Regions from separate parts of the Zea mays genome. Here region 2 is linked to region 1. The links are chromatin contacts, called in public Hi-C maps. All regions are on one chromosome and are shown on one strand. Each heading gives the region's core, a stretch centred on a gene start, on an enhancer-like site or on the middle of the called end of the contact. The rest is flanking DNA. Distances are from core to core; before and after follow the strand shown.

Region 1 (4,557 bases), core at 722-3,221:
TAGAGAAGAAGGTACAATGTCTCTATATAGGAAGACGATGGAGAAGCTTTAGAGAATATAGTTAAAGCGTATATAGGATAAAGACAACCTTACACTTTGGCTAGGGTCTAAGGCGCCATCGTGATTTAACCATTATTTGAACCGAAAAACTAGTTTAATAATCATGAGAAACCAAAATGTTCTATCGGAAGTCTAATCCCTTCATCCCAACTCCCAAGCTACGAAATTGCCGTGTTTTATTTAATTTTTAAATCAAAAAAATTCTAAATTTGATCAAATCACTTAAGGAGAATATTGACTGTGTGCCTGTATTCCATTAACGAGTGTCGAACTTTAGGTAAAAATAGAAATAATTATTTTTTGAGATGTGAGAGAATTTAATTTCCCTCTATCTATACGTGCATGGTGTAAAAGTTTGTGCGGATTGTGTAGTCGTTGGTGTGTTTCGTGAACATAGAGATGTTTAATTACTTTATCCATGTTAAATTGTAAGTATGGGAGCGAAGGCCGTTCGCTCCTTCGCGACCATTATCGATGTTGAGGTCTTTGTTCAAGAGTCGTCGAAGGCATTGAAGCGAAGGATCTACCGTTTATGGTGGGACTCCTCATGACTTTGCGTAGGGGACCCCGCTCAGATGGTTTCGAGCTATAGTCTTGGCAAGTATCGAAGACCCAGTGTCAAGGGCGAAAGGTGCCACACATGGGCGAGGACTGCGCCGCCCAATGGCAGGGCCCATGCCACGTCCTACTGCCATTCATGCCCATCTATAAGCCACTCTCTAGGTAGGATTTATTGTGTATTTGATCATGCTGTACTTAACATCGCTGTAATGACCCCTTAGGAAAAATATTCCGGGGCTGTAGTAAGTAATCAGGGCCATAATTGTACTTATAAGGGCACACACCCACCTGGTTACCTATAAATACCCTAATACTATACATTGATAAGACACGCTTAACAAGACGCTACAGTCTGCCTATTGTTTTGTTGAGCACCTGAATACTCTCTTTCCCTAGTGTTTCGGCTAGCTTGACCACATATCATTCAGTACCAACAGTAAGTTTATTTTACTTTTATTCTAAATCAAACTTTCTAGTTCTAACTATATTTGTGAAAAAAATCATAAACATATACAATATCGAATAATATTTATGGTTACATTTGTGCATTTATTTGTAAGGCTAGATGTTAACAATTTTTTATAAATTTAGTGAAAAGCCTAAGCTATACATGATTAATCTAATACAAAATAATACATCTTTAGTTTTAAATTATAAAAGTAGTTGCGGGTTTTATAGGTACATAACTAGATATACACAGAGGCGTGTCAATACATATATATAACTATAATTATAATATTAATAAATAGAATATATGTATATATACAATATACAATAGTATCTAGTTATAATATATTTTAATTTATTATAAACCAATTCTTTTTATTTTAGCCATAAAAATTAATTACAAAACAAATTTTCTTTTTGTTGAAGGGTGTCATGACACCTGCTAGTCCCTTGTCTACGCCACTAAATACACACTACATCTAAAAGAAGGCTAAAAGAACGAATTATTTTAAAGAACACAATTATTTTAAGTAGTTGTGACTTTTTTAGCTACTCCATCTATTCTTAAAAGAACGCAATTATTTTTTAAAAAAGTCAAATAATTTTAACTTAAACTATCTCAGTCAAAAAGAACAAACATTTTTTTATTAAAATAAAGATTCATAAGATAATTGCAAAATATATTTTACAGTAAATCTATTTCAAGACATAAATATCAATATGTTTTTTTTCTATAAAGTAGATGAAACTTGGAAAGGTTTAACTGTATTAAATCTAGAACTACATTATAGAAAAAAATATAAAAATGATTTACAACTTGCAAGGGTGGGAGTACCGTTTAAACGGAAGGTACATAAAAACAATCTTATTTTAGATTCAGTTTTAAATTTTAGATATGCCGAAATGGCCATGAACAGGGAGATCTTTTGCTCTCACGCAGAAAAAATGTTTGGATAGAACTTTCTGCTTCTCCGTCCTTAAGCCCAAGTGGAAGAAGGAGGAGGGGGCTTTGACGCCGGCGAGCCATGGCGGGGGCTCTGCTCTCCTCTCCCCATTATCTCTGGAGCCCCACTTCTCAGCCCTCGCTTCGCCCCAGGCACGCGCTCGCTCTGCCGCTTACACGATTCCCTACTCGCCGCCCATTCGTGTTACTGTGCACAGAGTACCCACCCTCCTTGACTGCCGCTCCTGATTGTTGGATGGTTGGTTCCTGGGTATTGCGCAGGAGCAGGGGACCGCTCGGCACTGGGGCAGTGCGTGTTCTGCCGCCGAGGAGGAGGGCCCGTGTGCTCGCTTCGTGCTCTCGCGAGCCTGCCGCCATGAACCGCGGTTTGGAGGTGGAGAGGAGGCGCCTTCTCATGTCCGGGCTCGTGTCTTCTTTCACAATCGTGCTCCCGATTTCAGGTAGTGTTCACGGGCCTCCGCTCCTAATGATTCGTTGTTAACGCAGTTCGCCAGTTCAGGGTCTTCTGAATGGTAGAGCTAGCATTTTTTACTCTCTGTTAATGTCCACAAACTGAATTTGTCAGGCGTGTCAGTTCTATGAATATATATGCGTAATGTGCTTACCGTTTAGAGTAAAAATGCTAATGGTATTGTCAAATTTAGAACAAATTCATGAGCTTAGCGATTTATGAATATATGCATAATGTGCTTCTTTTCTCGAAAGTTTTGAATGCTCATAAGTGCTTTGGTCGCAACAATTATGTAGGAGCATATGCTGTTATGGAGACTAATGAAGACGTAAAAATGAACACACAAGTTGATGAGATCAATGCATACTCTTTTCTTTACCCGGTCGAACTGCCAGGAAAGAAATTTTCCTTCAAATGGTATTTCAGTTGTTCTCACTATAATATTTTGTCCAATCTACTCTTTGTCACTCTTAACCTGTTGTTTGGGTACTTAGTGGTTTCTCATGGCTTCTCATGAGAACAGGGATAAACTTGTCACTTACAAATTACTATCCTGTTATTCTGTTCCTAGGGTAGAGTCCAGAAAACCAGAGCGATATTCCTCAGCAGCACCACTATCACGTGAGTAACTTCTGGCATAACAATGATAAGAAATGGTCTTAGTACTTTGTTCATATGAATGGACTATATTATTGACCTCCACAGTTACGCTTTTTAAAATAATCATGTACTCCATCCGTTCTTTATATTTGTCGCGGTTTAGTTAAAAAAACGAACTAACGGGCGACAAATATTCGAGAACAGAGGTAGTATTTCGTAATGTAGCAGCTGACTAGGTCTCTATGCAGCTGATGCACGGCAACGAATTGTATCGGAGCGAGTTGACATGATACATAATGTTGTCATCTCAGTCTCGGTAACTCCTTAAATACTCTATGATACTAGGAAATGCATCAATCTGCAATTTGTTGGGTTTTACTAACCCAATATCATCTTTTAATAGTTAAGTTTTTTGTATTTTGATATTTTTTGCAAATTTCTGTCCGTGGTTAAATATTTCATTTCCGGTGCAAGTTATTATGTAGCTTGATTATCTGGATGGGAAATACATCAGTTGAAACTGAAAAATAAATTTAAGTCTACACGGTAATATCCATAGATGTTTTTGGTGCAGATTGGGCCACCGAATTCACGTTTTTTGCCTTCCAAAGACAAGAGTTTGTGGGATCCAAAAGATGTTGCAGATTGCATTTTATCTGATAGATCTACCCTGGTACATGTGTTTTTGGAGTTCTTTTGGATATGCTATTTCTTGCATTTCTTGAGCTAAATTATGTATGACAAACTATAGAGATTAATAAAAGAAGGAATATAATCCGAGTAGTTTATCAGATACACCAGAAAAGCGAATAAATGTAGAAATATAAATTCTTATTATGTTCCTTTGTTCTCTCTCTGTGTGTCATAAGAAACATGTACATTGTCTCATGGAGTGAAGCAAGGATAAGCATGGTAGAACTCTGTCACGTGCTGAGTAGCTAATACACCTAGAAAGCTAAATTCAATCATGCATAAATTTAAAGTCAGATGCGGCTTAGTGTATTATAAGAAACATGCACATTGTCTCATGGACTGAAGCAATGGTGGCTGCTAAACAAAGTATAAATAATCCATAGAGCTGATCAGAGATTGTTGACATGCTGGAAAGGTTTTAAGTTCCTTGAGTGTAACTTTTAACGTCAATATTGGACATATTGATTCTACAATGAACTTTTATCACCCTGTAGAAGGTGACGACTGGCCAGCGCATGACAGAGAGTTCTGTCCTTGATGCACATGCTACAGAGGTAAGATCTGACCATTGTTGTCGTCCTTTAAGAGTACTTTCGCTTTTTGGAGTTGACATGCTCACATGCACCAGTACACCTCGAAAATTATATGTAGGTTGACGGAGAACCATACTGGTATTATGAGTATCTTGTTCGGAAATCACCAACAAAATCTGTAAGGTTCCTGGCACATATACATCTGACAACAAATATACTTATATGAAGAGTGTCAAAGAGAGGCCTAT
Region 2 (3,997 bases), core at 301-2,800, 300 kb before region 1:
CTTGGAGTTTTGGATTTGCTTTACTATTTTGATCGATTGTCTATCTACTGCTGTCATGTGTCCTAAGGCCTATGTAGTTGTGCTCAGGAGTCAGGAGCCCAAGACAAATCATTGAGCTAGAATAAAATTTTAGAAAATAATATTTCGGTATTTTGTACCATGGATACACGGGTACAAATTTAATTAGTACGTACATGTACCCGTTCTATCATTGGGTCATCTTTTCTTCTCCTTAACCGATTCATAGGTATAAAATTACGAGCCGTCTTTAGTCGTGCCGGTACCAATCGTACCATTTATGTCACACCAAAGCTGGCTACATGGGGGCTATTCACGCCGCCACTCAGGTAGGCCACGCCGCTATCGTGGATGGAAAGTAGTCTTGTGTACGGGAAAAGTAAAAAAAAAGAAGCTACTATTTTTCATAACCAATGACATGTGAGTAATTTCCATGAATAGTTAAAAGTCAAAGGTAGGTGAAAATAGGGATAAATGTGCTTTTAAATTTGTATTAGTTCTGGTCGTGACTTTTGTCAAGAGACAACTATTTTTTATTGATTTTTAGCTTTTATAAAAACCAAAGCATGTTGAAAAGCTAAACCAAAAAGCCCGAAGAATCCTTCTTAAACAAGAAACTGAACTGTGCACATTATTTTGGTGCCTAGTTCATCGACACTTGGTATGATTTGTTGTTTGGACTACGTTCACAAAATACATCTCTATTTGTAGATGACATATCCTATGACTTAATATTTGTCTTTTTAGATTATAATCTGTCTAGATTATATAATCTAACTTATTCTAAATTAAGAGCCAGTTTAATAACCATATTTTTTTCAAAGGATTTTCATTTTCTTAAGAGAAATTAGTTCATTTTTCCTTGGAAAAAATGGAATCCCTTGTTCCCAAACTAGTCTAAGAGGTTGTTTGTTTGGTATTATAATTTACATAGATTATATAATTCAATTTATTTTGAATTAAGAGTTAGTTTAAAATAAGTTAGATTCTATAATTTGGGAAGATTATAAATTCCAAATAAATATATTCTAAGTTAGTTTAAAATAAGTTAGATTATATAATCTAGACAAATTATAATTCAAAAAAACATGCCCTAAAATATAGGTTTACCGAAAATACACGGAGTGACGATTTTTTTTAAGTTTTTGAGGTATGCTTGCATCACTCATTCAGGTTCATGAGTTGGAACTTTAGCATAAAAAAATCCTAGATCAGAGCTGGATATAATGAGAGCGCTTCGATAATTCATGTACAAACTAGCTCCACCAAACCAAACAAGCATGTACTGTACACGATAAAAAACGTAGAATACCGCGGCAGCCGGCAGAGAGTAGGCAAGCAAAGATGGTGCGCCACCTGTTATCCAAAGGCGTCCAGTCCATCTCCTCCCCACCCGCGCACCAGCACCACAGCAGCCAGCGAGGCCGCCAGAGGAAGCCACCAAACCAGCCAAGTTGCGGCCTCAGCCCAACTGGTACCGTGCCGTGCCGTCTCCTCTCCTCTCTCCTCTCTCATCCCCAGGTCTCAGCCCACCTAGCAATGTTCTCCTCCTCCCCTTCCACATGACCAGCGCCGCGCCGCGCAGCGCAGCCATCCTTGTTCTGTCCCGGGTACGCCGCCACACACATCGCTTCAAGCGCTTCCCTCCGTCCCTCCTCTTTGTGGATTGGAATCGACGCCTGAAAGTGGATGACGATGGCGGGTTCTTGCGCCGCGCCGCCCGTTGCCTGTCTTCCCTCGTTGAGGACGCTGCCGCCAACTCACGTCAGACTTAGCGGCTTCTTGCCCTGTTCCGCGGCCGCGCGGTGTCGCGGCGCCGCCGTGCTGGGATGCGCTCTGGGGGCCAAGAGGCAGACGCCGGGTGTTCTGAACCGGGTACTTGCTTCCTACAGATAAACTTGATTTGTTGTTTGGTCTGCATGATTCGTGGGTTGGACTAGAACCTTTTCTTTTTCTGGCTTTGTTGTTAAACTGTTTCAGTGTTTCTCGATTGCATTGCTACTGTGATGACAATTTTGTCATGTTTATTATTACACCTTCAGAGATCATTCAATAGATGACAGACTATATGGTCACAAATTGAGTATGTATCGGTATCGGTTGTTATCGTAATTCCATGTGTGCCAAAGGATTTAACAGTTATTCTTGTTTTTTCAAGTCCAACCTACACGCATGCTGAATATCAGCAATGTGCAATAACCAAGATTTGTAGTCACATCAAATTGCCATATCTGTCTGCGTCACCGAATTTCCAGTGTTCACACAAAATTCTTATCGTAAAAGCAGTCAAATTTTGATTTGTTTTTTTTTTTTTTTGCGATCAATGGTAATGGTTAGTCCTACTTGTGTTGCTGGTATCTGCTGCTTAGATCATGTGCCTAAAGTTTGGACAGTGCCAATTCACACCTTTCTTGCATGCGAGCTATGCCTGCTAAATCACATAGCAGCTTGGGATCAATACCGACATCAGTTGTTAGGGAACTTTCTGGCTGGAAATGATAAAAATAATACCATACAGAAAGTTAACCATTTTTCACATATATTATGTGGCTACTCTCATTGCATGTCAAAAGTGATCGTGCTATAGCTTTTCTCTAGCATGGCTCAAAAGGTGAACAATGTAGCTCCGAGGATAAAGTAGAGCTCCTGTTTGATTCTCCATTGGAATCATCCTGACCCCATTTATTCAGAATCCAATACTTGGGATTATTGTCAGGTTTGTTATTGTCTTTTATTCAATATTTTCGTAATGCCTCTGGAGAGTTGGGTTTAAAATGGATAGCACATGTATAAATCCACCTAATGAATTTTGGTTGTGCTTTAAATTTTTTTTATTCTCGAACAACGCTGGCTGCCTGCCATTTCATTAAGAAAGGAATAAAGGTACAACAAGAGGGGGTAGACCTCGCCTCAAGCCCTCAACCCAAAAGCAAGTGGTTACAACTCACTCCCTAAACAACACAAAACACGACCCTACCAGCTGCTCAGGCATGCAGCTAAGAAGCCCTGCCGAGCAGCTCCTGGAGCACCTTGTCTCCAGCCATAACCGAAAGCCTACTCTCAGCTTCTACCTCCTGACAGATTACCGACACACTGGGATCCCGACCATCGAACACACAAGCATTCCTATGTTTCCATAAAGACCATACTACCAAAATAGTTAGGGAATTGATCCCTTTCCTTTTCTCTTTAGGCACCCTTCTTACAGCTCTGCTCCACCACACTGAAAAACCAGTGGCGTCATGGTTAGGTGCCAAATCCACCAGACCAACACATAGCAGGATTCTTGTCCAAGTATCCCTGGAGAAAATACACTTCAACATAATATGCTGAATGGTCTCTTGCTCTTGATCACACAGGGGGCAAACACTATGATGTGGCAGCCCATGTTTAAGTAATCTCTCGGCAGTCCAGCACCTGTTCTTGATTGCCAGCTTAGGGGGGGCCCAAGACTTCCAAATCTGTTTCCAAGGTGGGAACTTAATAGATCTAATAAAGAAGGAATTGTAAGCAGACTTGGCTGAGTACTGCCCAGAATTGGAAAGCTTCCAAGTGTGCTGATCAGGCAGTGAGGGCTGCTAAATAATCCCATCCACCAAACCCCAAATCCGTAGATACTCCACTAACACCTGCACTGTGAGAGCTCCCCGGATATTAGAAATCCATCTTCTATTATTTAGAGCTTGCGAAACAGTGCGCTGCCCCCCTAGCCCTTTTAGGGATAAGCTGAATGAGATTAGGGGCTAGCTCAACAACTGTAGAACCATTAATCCACCGATCATCCCAGAATTTAGTATTCTCCCCATTCCCCACCTCTGTAACCACAGCCATAGCAAAAAGAGCATGTGCCATACGAGGCACATGAACCGGTAGCCCTTCCCAGGGCCGAGCATGATCAGTTTTCTGCAACCATAACCAGCGAGTACGTAATGCCCAGCCCATAAATTGGAGGTTGAGGATCCCAAGCCCTCCATACCGC

What was found. Hi-C and Micro-C count contacts between places; a contact is called where the count stands out from the background.
Region 2: a Hi-C map of tassel shows a contact between it and region 1, with 2.1 times the contacts expected there. The contact joins the promoter of LOC100282381 here to the promoter of LOC103651495 in region 1. A contact is called at or near these places in 2 of 25 Hi-C or Micro-C datasets (ear and tassel).

The regions. Positions count from the first base shown.
Region 1 is chr3:224,020,459-224,025,015 of Zm-B73-REFERENCE-NAM-5.0, reverse strand. It overlaps LOC103651495 (psbP domain-containing protein 5, chloroplastic), which reads left to right and starts at 1,971. Exons shown (of 11, transcript XM_008677138.3): 1 at 1,971-2,164; 2 at 2,294-2,472; 3 at 2,780-2,900; 4 at 3,055-3,104; 5 at 3,332-3,399; 6 at 3,658-3,756; 7 at 4,271-4,330; 8 at 4,428-4,487. The coding sequence starts at 2,094.
Region 2 is chr3:224,324,454-224,328,450 of Zm-B73-REFERENCE-NAM-5.0, reverse strand. LOC100282381 (cysteine sulfinate desulfinase/cysteine desulfurase and related enzymes) reads left to right here and starts at 1,550. Exons shown (of 6, transcript NM_001368949.1): 1 at 1,550-1,893. The coding sequence starts at 1,708.